Regions from separate parts of the Pan troglodytes genome. Here regions 1 and 3 are each linked to region 2. The links are chromatin contacts, called in public Hi-C maps. All regions are on one chromosome and are shown on one strand. The core of a region is the stretch at or near the end of the contact, and the rest is flanking DNA. Distances in the headings are between cores, read along the strand shown. Region 1 overlaps SBF2 (SET binding factor 2). Region 2 overlaps SWAP70 (switching B cell complex subunit SWAP70). Region 3 holds the start of LOC107967315 (large ribosomal subunit protein uL23-like).

The links. Hi-C and Micro-C count contacts between places; a contact is called where the count stands out from the background.
Region 1: a contact with region 2 is called in a Hi-C map of induced pluripotent stem cells, with 3 times the contacts expected there. The contact joins two enhancer-like sites. A contact is called at or near these places in 4 of 7 Hi-C or Micro-C datasets (blood, induced pluripotent stem cells and stem cell-derived neural progenitor cells) and 1 of 1 other capture datasets (stem cell-derived neural stem cells).
Region 3: a contact with region 2 is called in a Hi-C map of induced pluripotent stem cells, with 3 times the contacts expected there. The contact joins the promoter of LOC107967315 here to the enhancer-like site in region 2. A contact is called at or near these places in 4 of 7 Hi-C or Micro-C datasets (induced pluripotent stem cells, a lymphoblastoid cell line and stem cell-derived neural progenitor cells) and 1 of 1 other capture datasets (stem cell-derived neural stem cells).

Annotation. Positions count from the first base shown.
Region 1 is chr9:14,137,390-14,140,089 of NHGRI_mPanTro3-v2.0_pri, forward strand. All of the region lies in intron 13 of SBF2 (SET binding factor 2), which reads right to left. Among named protein-coding and RNA genes, the nearest start is that of SBF2, 310 kb to the right of the region's middle. Within about 2 kb of position 1,437, at least 6 of the 24 cell types and tissues checked have an H3K27ac peak or open chromatin away from gene starts, as enhancers often do. A contact at or near this core is called in induced pluripotent stem cells, stem cell-derived neural progenitor cells and stem cell-derived neural stem cells, where this site is marked.
Region 2 is chr9:13,908,398-13,911,097 of NHGRI_mPanTro3-v2.0_pri, forward strand. All of the region lies in intron 11 of SWAP70 (switching B cell complex subunit SWAP70), which reads left to right. LOC104008417 (a long non-coding RNA gene) reads right to left here. Exons shown (of 4, transcript XR_010147146.1): 2 at 182-258. Among named protein-coding and RNA genes, the nearest start is that of SWAP70, 94 kb to the left of the region's middle. Within about 2 kb of position 1,289, at least 16 of the 24 cell types and tissues checked have an H3K27ac peak or open chromatin away from gene starts, as enhancers often do. A contact at or near this core is called in induced pluripotent stem cells, a lymphoblastoid cell line, stem cell-derived neural progenitor cells and 1 more, where this site is marked.
Region 3 is chr9:13,756,984-13,759,683 of NHGRI_mPanTro3-v2.0_pri, forward strand. It overlaps LOC107967315 (large ribosomal subunit protein uL23-like), which reads left to right and starts at 1,279. Exons shown (of 1, transcript XM_063783557.1): 1 at 1,279-1,824. The coding sequence starts at 1,294. The coding sequence ends at 1,761.

The DNA.
Region 1 (2,700 bases), core at 187-2,686, 230 kb after region 2:
AGAACCACAAATTAAAAGAAAATTTCTACTTTGACAATGTTTAGATTAGAAACAGTATAGAATGTTACATTTCTGTCTTCCAGAATATTTTTTTGTTTACTAAAGTCAGGACCTAATTGTAATGAAAAAAAATCACATCTTCCCTCAACTTTTCCCTGGAGGACTATAGTTCCGACTTACTTTACTTTTCTTAGGACTCAAAACTTCACAGCAGGAGAAATAAGGAACACTCATTAGCCCAAATCCATTTTTCCATATGAATATAATCTCTGTCATTTTATGCTCTTTTCTTTCCTGGTGTTCAAATAGTTATTTCACACTTTACCACATCCGAGTCCTTTTAACTTATTGCATTTCCTCTATCCATGGAATATTTTCATCCTTGTGTTTCTGTGGTCACTTGTCAATTTGCTTTTTTTCTTTCAGCTTTTCGCTCCCTCTGTTCAAAACAATGCAACTCCTGACCAGCTGCCAACCGCGGTGCCAAGCCAAAGCAGAGGACACTGGTCGGTTCTGTCTGAGGTGGTTCTGGTCTCCAGTGAGTCTAATCTTTATGTCTTACAAGAGACCCAAATGAAAACCATAATGAGGGCAAATGACTAACTGAAAAAATTGTGACTAACATGTTTTCATAACACACTGACTGACAGGAAAATTACTTTGAAAAATGTGGTCTATTTTGATATACGGTACCAACTGTAATATCTCATAATTTACAATCCAGAGCAAAAAAACTATCACAGGAAGCTTTCTAGTTCTGTGAACAAAATACTTTATTTAACAGTATATTTTTAAAATTAATGACTGTCTAAATAGAGTGGATCATGGCAGATGGGAGGCAGGACTAGATTGCAGCTCCAGACAGAGAAGCATGTGGAGGCTTGCATTGTGAGTTTCAGCTCTAGATCAACTGCAAGAACAAACCAGCAATCTGGAGAGGAATCACAGACCCTCGGAAGGAAGTGAACTGCTCCTGCGGGATTTGGGAGACACCCCAAATACTGTGAGTGCCCCAACTGTCTAAGTGGGAAAGGGAGACCCTCCTCTCCCGAACACACACCGGAGAAGCTGAAGGTCTAAATGTGGGAGAAGTTTCCGACTTTACCTAAAGCTGAGTCAAGTTAGAGAGCCAAGCGAAATACAGGGGTAGAGAAAGCAGCAGAAAGGCCCTGGGAGCTTGCTGGGTCCCAAAGCAGCCCATTCCTGCCTGGCACCACAGGGATCCCTCGGGAGGGTGGCCAGCGGAGCAGCAGGTAAAACTCCACAGGGAGAAGGAATTCTCTAGCTGAACTTTTTAACTATTTGAATGGGGTGAGAAGCCCCGGGGGTGGTGGGGGCTGCAAATCCGGGTTGCAGACTTCACAGGCAGGGGAAGAACTAAAGCACTTTTCTTTCACAGCTGGGAGGCGGATAGCCTCGGGCAAGTTTTCAAGCCCGTCTGGCAGCCCGTCTTGCCCTCTGCCTGGAAACAGACTCAGGGCTACTAGGGGGCACAGCGGGAGAGAAACTGGCCCTTCTGTTTGCGTGGGAGCTGGGTGAGGCCTGTGACTGCCGGCTTTCCCCCACTTTCCTGACAACTTGCATGACTCAGCAGAGGAAGCCATAATCTCCCTAGGTACACAACTCCAGTGAGCTGGGAATCTCACCCCCATCCCCCACAGCAGCCACATCAAGACCCGCCCAAAGAGAATCTGAGCTCAGACAGGCCTAGCTCCTTCCCAACCTGATGGTCCTTCCCTATCCACCCTGGTAGCAGAAGACAAAGGGCATATAATCTTGGGAGTTCAAGGGCCCTGCCCACCACTGGTCCCTCTCCACACTACTACACCTGATGCTTTCTGGAAGGCACCACCTCCTGACAGGAGGCCAACCAGCGCAAAAACAGAGCATTAAACCACCAAAGCTAAGGGCCCTCATGGAGCTCACTGCACCCTCCGCCACCTCCACCGGAACAGGCACTGGTATCCACAGCTGAGAGACCCATAGACGGTTCACATCACAGGACTCTGTGCAGACAATCCTCGGTACCAGCCTGGAGCCAGGTAGACTCGCTGGGTGGCTAGATCCAGGAGAGACAACAATCACTGCAGTTCGGCTCACAGGGAGTCACATCCATAGGAAAAGAGGGAGAGTACTACACCAAGAGAACACTCTGTGGGACAAAATAATCTGAACAACAGCCTTCAGTCCTAGACCTTCCCTCTGACAGAGCTTACCCAAATAAGAAGGAACCAGAAAACCAACCCTGGTAATATGACAAAACAAGGCTCTTCAACATCCCCCCAAAAATCACACTAGTTCACTAGTAATGGATCCAAACCAAGAAGAAATCTCTGATTACCTGAAAAAGAACTCAGGAGGTTAGTTACTAAGCTAATGAGGGAGGGAGCAGAGAAAGGTGAAGCCCAATGCAAGGAAATCCAAAAAATGATACAAGAAGTGAATGGAGAAATATTCATAGAAATAGATAGCTTAAAGAGAAAACAATAAAAAATTCAAGAAACTTTGGACACACTTTTAGAAATGGGAAATGCTCTGGAAAGTCTCAGCAATAGAACTGAACAAGTAGAAGAAAGAAATTCAGAGCTGGAAGACAAGGTCTTTGAATTAACCTAATCCGACAAAGACAAAGAAAAAAGGGTAAGAAAATATGAACAAAGCCTCCAAGAAGTCTGGGATTATGTTAAATGAACAAACCTA
Region 2 (2,700 bases), core at 39-2,538:
GGGCTTCATTTCTCCATTTCTCCCAGGGCACCCTGGGAGTCTACATGCAAACAGAGATACTAGAAAGTTAACTTCCGGAAACCCCCTTGATAGGCCAATTCGTCCCCTTTTCTCTCTCTCCATGTGATTTTTTTTTTCAAAAAATATCTTTTGTAGTTTTTTCCTTATCACCAATACATACCCAATGTGGAAAACTGAGAAAAAGCAGGTTTGTAAAAAGAATAAAATGCTTCGCCATAATCTCGCTCTGCAGACAACCTACAATGGCAAAAATCGCAATTAATTTTGCACCAACCTAATACTAGGATTTCAGTGCACAGCCTTCCAGGCCTACATTTAGGTTTGTTTGAAACAGGAACATGCGGTTCAACCGCCAACCTGAGCCCGCGTCCCCTAAGGCCAATACCACCATCCTGACCCTCCTTGGGAGGTCCTGAAATGACCCCAGTTCCAGGGGCAACGAAATGCATACGCTTTCGAGGGAAGGAGGGGAGGAAACGACCTTGTGGCGCAGGTCTGCGCGGCCGAGGGGGTTCCCTGAGCCGGTGGAGCGGCGTGGCGTGGCCTAGGAAGTCCCTGGGCGAGGGAGGCGGGGCGCGGCGTGGTGGGGGCGACTGGGTGGTGCAGGCCTGCGCACGCGCGCAGCCGTGGGCGGGACGGGCGGCCTGGGGGCTTCGCCGCCAGGTGGCAGGCGTGCGCCACGCCCGCAGGTTCCAGCCCCGACCCGGGCGCGCGGGGCCGACTAGGGTCGGGTCCGGTGTGCGGTGGTCGCTCCGCTCCGGGCCGCTCCGCTCTGGGCGTCAGGGCGCGGGGAGCTGCCCCGGGGTTCTGTCCACCGGGGAGGAAAGCCACGAGCACTGAGCGCCTCCTGAGAGCCAGCCCTGACGTGAACTCATTTTATCTGCCACGACCCAGAAGGTGGGCGCAATTTTCCTATGTTCCAGGTGTGAAAAGTGAGGCTCAGGGAGCTAGGCAGTTGCCCAAGGGGACACAGCAGTGACGGCTCTGGGACGAAGCCCAGGTGTCCAGACGCGATGGCCTCTTCCCGCGTTCTCGGCGGGTACGGCGCGCCGCCTGCCTGCGGCCCGCGGGGAGGTGGTCTGGTGGCCGCCCCGGCTCCTCCTCGGGCCCCTGAGGATTTCCGGCCGGGACCCCGAGGAGGGCCCTGTGGCCTTGCGGCATCCGTGGTCACGATTCCAGCCCCACACGGCCTCCCGCCGGTCCCTGCGAGTGCCCAAGACGGGGCCGCCCCTCCCGTCTCCTCCCTTCTCTCCCCTCCCCGGCGTCTCCCGCCGAGGGCGCTGCAGGCGGCCTGGTTGGGATGAGGGCGGGCAGGCGGCCCACAAGCAGGGGCCTGTTTCCTGACTCGTTTGACCCTGGCTGTCCCTGCGGAGGCCCCAGCAGACCCAGCAAGGTCATCTAGGGCGAAATTCCAGTCTGAGCCCTGAGCAGTGACTTAAGTTTTCCCGATAAGGCTCAAGAAGGGACACAGAGTGTCCTCCCCACACCCCGCACTCTGTCAGCACCTCCACTCTGGTGAAGCCTCTGCTGCAGACAGCCCGGCTCGAGAAGAGACAAAGATAGACTTGGGACAGATAAGGACAGAGACAGCCAGGGAGAGAGGGGCAAGGAGCTCAGAGGTGAAGATGGGGCCGCGCCGATGGGGAGGCAGCGGGTCTGCGGCCGCCGAGATGGGAAGTGGGCCCTGGAGCGGGCTTGCCGAGCCTACGACCGGGGCTGGGATGTTGGAGGAAGACGCGGTCATGAGGGCTGAAAAAGAAGGGGTTTTTGGTATGGTAGAAAAATGGATTGGGCTGGCAGCTTGAAGGCCACAGCCCTGTACCTCTGGGCCTGGTCTCGTGTGTGCACCTGGGACCGGTGGGTGAGGGGTGATGTAGAGTCAATGAGGGACGAGCTCACTGAGTCTCTAGGAGGCAGGAGTGGAGAGGGCGAGGGAGGGAGGGTAGGACCTGTATACCTACGGTGGAGGGGGCAGGCGGGGGACAGATGCTGCTGGGCCAAGACTACTGAGTCTCTCCTGCCTGCTGGAGGTCCCTGGCTCAGGACTTATTCCATGCACACTCTGATAGAATATTTACGCCCAACACTAACTGTTTGGCTTGGCAAATAAGCAAAGCCATAAAGTCACAGCTGGCCTGTAGGCTCCCAGTCACCATGTGCAGCTGAGTCACAACCACTTCCCCCACCCCCTGGGGAGCAAGCGCCTATGCTCATGCCTGCACTCAGACACATATCCACACAGGTACCCACAGATGCCGCGTGCCACTGAGTCATAGCTACCTCCTCAGAGAGCACGTGCCTGCATGCACTTGCACACAGGTCCCCACAGATGCCATATACACCTGAGTGTGAGTCATCATCACCACTGAACCCTGAGGGAGGGCACCCAGAGTGTGTTCTGCCATCCTTGCTTAGAGATACCCATATACACACATATACAGATATGTGCCCACCACACATCCTGTTGTACCTGCTGCATCATACCAGCAGATCAATAAATGTTTGTGGAATGAATGAATGAGTAAACAAATGAATGAACTAACAAGTGAAAACGTGAGTGACAACCACACTGCGTGGATACTCAGTAAAATTGGTTGGGGCAGCCCTGCAGGGTGGGTCCCAAGCTCTGTGTCCAGAAGGAGTTGTCTTGCTCCAAATATATCCTCTGTGGGCGGGCAG
Region 3 (2,700 bases), core at 29-2,528, 150 kb before region 2:
AGCCTCTTCTTATAGTAAGCTTAATATCTGCATCAAAGCAAAATACATTTCTAAACATGCAAACAAATACACTGCACCCACTTACAAGACAATTGCTGTCTACTCCATGATTCGTGTCTATGGCCAATACAAGGTGGGCTAATGGCCAAGGCACAGCATGTCCTCCTGAAATCATCTGTGGGAGGAGAATTCACAGTTGAGCCACTCAGGACTTGAAGGAGAAAATAAGATTATAAATATTTTTATATTCATCAACTTGCTGAATAAAAGAGATATTTGGGACATTTTAATACATCTTAAATTAGTAATGATGAGTACTATTCAAATTTCCTTTTCTGTCCGGAGGGAGGTGACATCTGTTAGTCTTTTTTGTTTGTTTGTTTGTTTGTTTGTTTTAGATTGAGTCTTGCTCTCACCCAGGCTGGAGTGCAGTGGCACCATCTCAGCTCACTGCAACCTCCACCTCCCGGGTTCAAGCGATTCTCCTGCCTCAGCCTCCTGAGTAGCTGGGATTATGGGTGCATGTCGCCCAGCTAATTTTTGTATTTTTAGTAGAGACGGGGTTTCAACCTTGTTGGCTAGGCTGGTCTTGAACTCCTGACCTCAAGTGATCCACCCGCCTCAGCCTCCCAAAGTGCTGGCGTTATAGGCATGAGCCACTGTGCCCGGCCATACATTCTGTCATGTCCCACAGAGTTTAGGGTAGAGAATAGAAAGTTCAATTTGGGACATGCTGAAATTAAGGCCCCTGCAGGGCATGCTAGTGGCAATACCCAATGAGCAATCAAGGCCCCAAATTTAGGTTTGGACATCATTGGCATTTGCGCGGTTGTTGAAACCCTGGGTATGAGTGAGATAATCCAAGAATTTGTAAAATGAAAGGAGAAGTAAGCCAAGACAGAGCTCTGGGAAAAGCAACATTTATGGGGCTAATGGGAAGAAAAGGAATTAGTGAAGAAAAAGGAGAAAGCGCATTTGAGGAGTTAGAAGAAAATGATGGGTGACCAGCAATTTAATGGCCGCGGGAGAAGAGGATTTCAAGAATGAAGAAGCGGTCAACGTAGAGAAGAGGACTAAAAAGATAAGGACTTAGAGGACTAGGAAGATAAGAGGTCCCTGGAGTTTAGCAACAAGGAAGTCCCTGGCAACATTAGTGGCGTCAGTGGTGTAATAGAGAGAGAATCCAGATGTCAAGGGGTTGAAGACCCTGGCGCCAGTCTACAGGGGAATGGAGCTTTCCCTACACTGCTCAGCACTACGGGATGTCAAGAAGATGGAAGGCCTTTTCACAAGATGGCACCGAAAGCGAAGAAGGAAGCTCCTGCCCCTCCTAAAGCCGAAGCCAAAGCGAAGGCTTTAAAGGCCAAGAAGGCAGTATTGAAAGGTGTCCACAGCCACAAAAAAAAGATCCACACGTCACCCACCTTCCGGCGGCCCAAGACACTGCGACTCCGGAGACAGCCCGAATATCCTCGGAAGAGCGCTCCCAGGAAAAACAAGCTTGACCACTATGCTATCATCAAGTTTCCGCTGACCACTGAGTCTGCCATGAAGAAGATAGAAGACAACAACACACTTGGGTTCATTGTGGTTGTTAAAGCCAACAAGCACCAGATTAAACAGGCTGTGAAGAAGCTCTATGACATTGATGTGGCCAGGGTCAACACCCTGATTCGGCCTGATGGAGAGAAGAAGGCATATGTTCGACTGGCTCCTGATTACGATGCTTTGGATGTTGCCAACAAAATTGGGATCATCTAAACTGAGTCCAGATGTCTAATTCTAAATATATTTATATATCTTTTCACCATAAAAAAAAAAGAAGATGGAAGTTTAAGGGGACACAGATGTAATGAGATAAGGAAGGGGGAGCTGTAAGAACAGGTGCCTATGTTTGGATAATCGGATTTTGTCAGAGTATTACTTTTAGGTGATGACAAGGCTCAGAGTGTGACCAAGGGGATGCGTGGCCTGAGCAGTAAGAAGGGCTAAGGTCATTGGAGACAAGGGGGTTAGAGACTTTAAGATTAAGATATAGAAGGTGTTATCCACAGGGACACTAAATCACCCAGGATGATGGCAGTATTTCTCTTGGGAAGTCTGTGAGTCAGGGGCCAAAGTCCTCAGTGAATGTAGGGGAAGTGCCGAGGAAAGGAGCCCAAAAACAGTGGTGATGTGAAAGAGGCAGTGAGGACGGGGCATGCGGACCACCTTCCTCCTTGTCACATGGTAGGGAGGCTATCTTGATGAAGTTAGCAAGGCCTCATGCCATGTCCTCAGCCAGGTTTCAGTTAAAGCAGAAAGTGGAGGGAGCTCCCATCTGTAAATGAACCAAGGTTCCAGGTGATACAGGCTCAGGATGCCGTAGTAATAGCCGGAAACACAGAGGGCAGCATCATCCCAAGAGTATAGGAGAGGCCCACTGTCTGGATTCATTTGCATTTTGGGAGTCAGCCTAGGATGACAGGAAGAGTTGGGGGCATCATGGGGCTGATTGAAGAGGCACTAAAAGAGACCAGGATTGACTTGGCTTCCACGCTGTGCAGACCAAGGCCCTAGGCTATGCCTACAGCCTGGTATGCACCAAGTTCCCAACAGAAATTTGGTGAGCCTCTGCAGGGCCTGGCCCTGGTGAGGAGAGGGATAACTAGACCTAAGTCAGAATAGAAGTAGACAGTGGTCTCCTGGACCCCCTGGGTG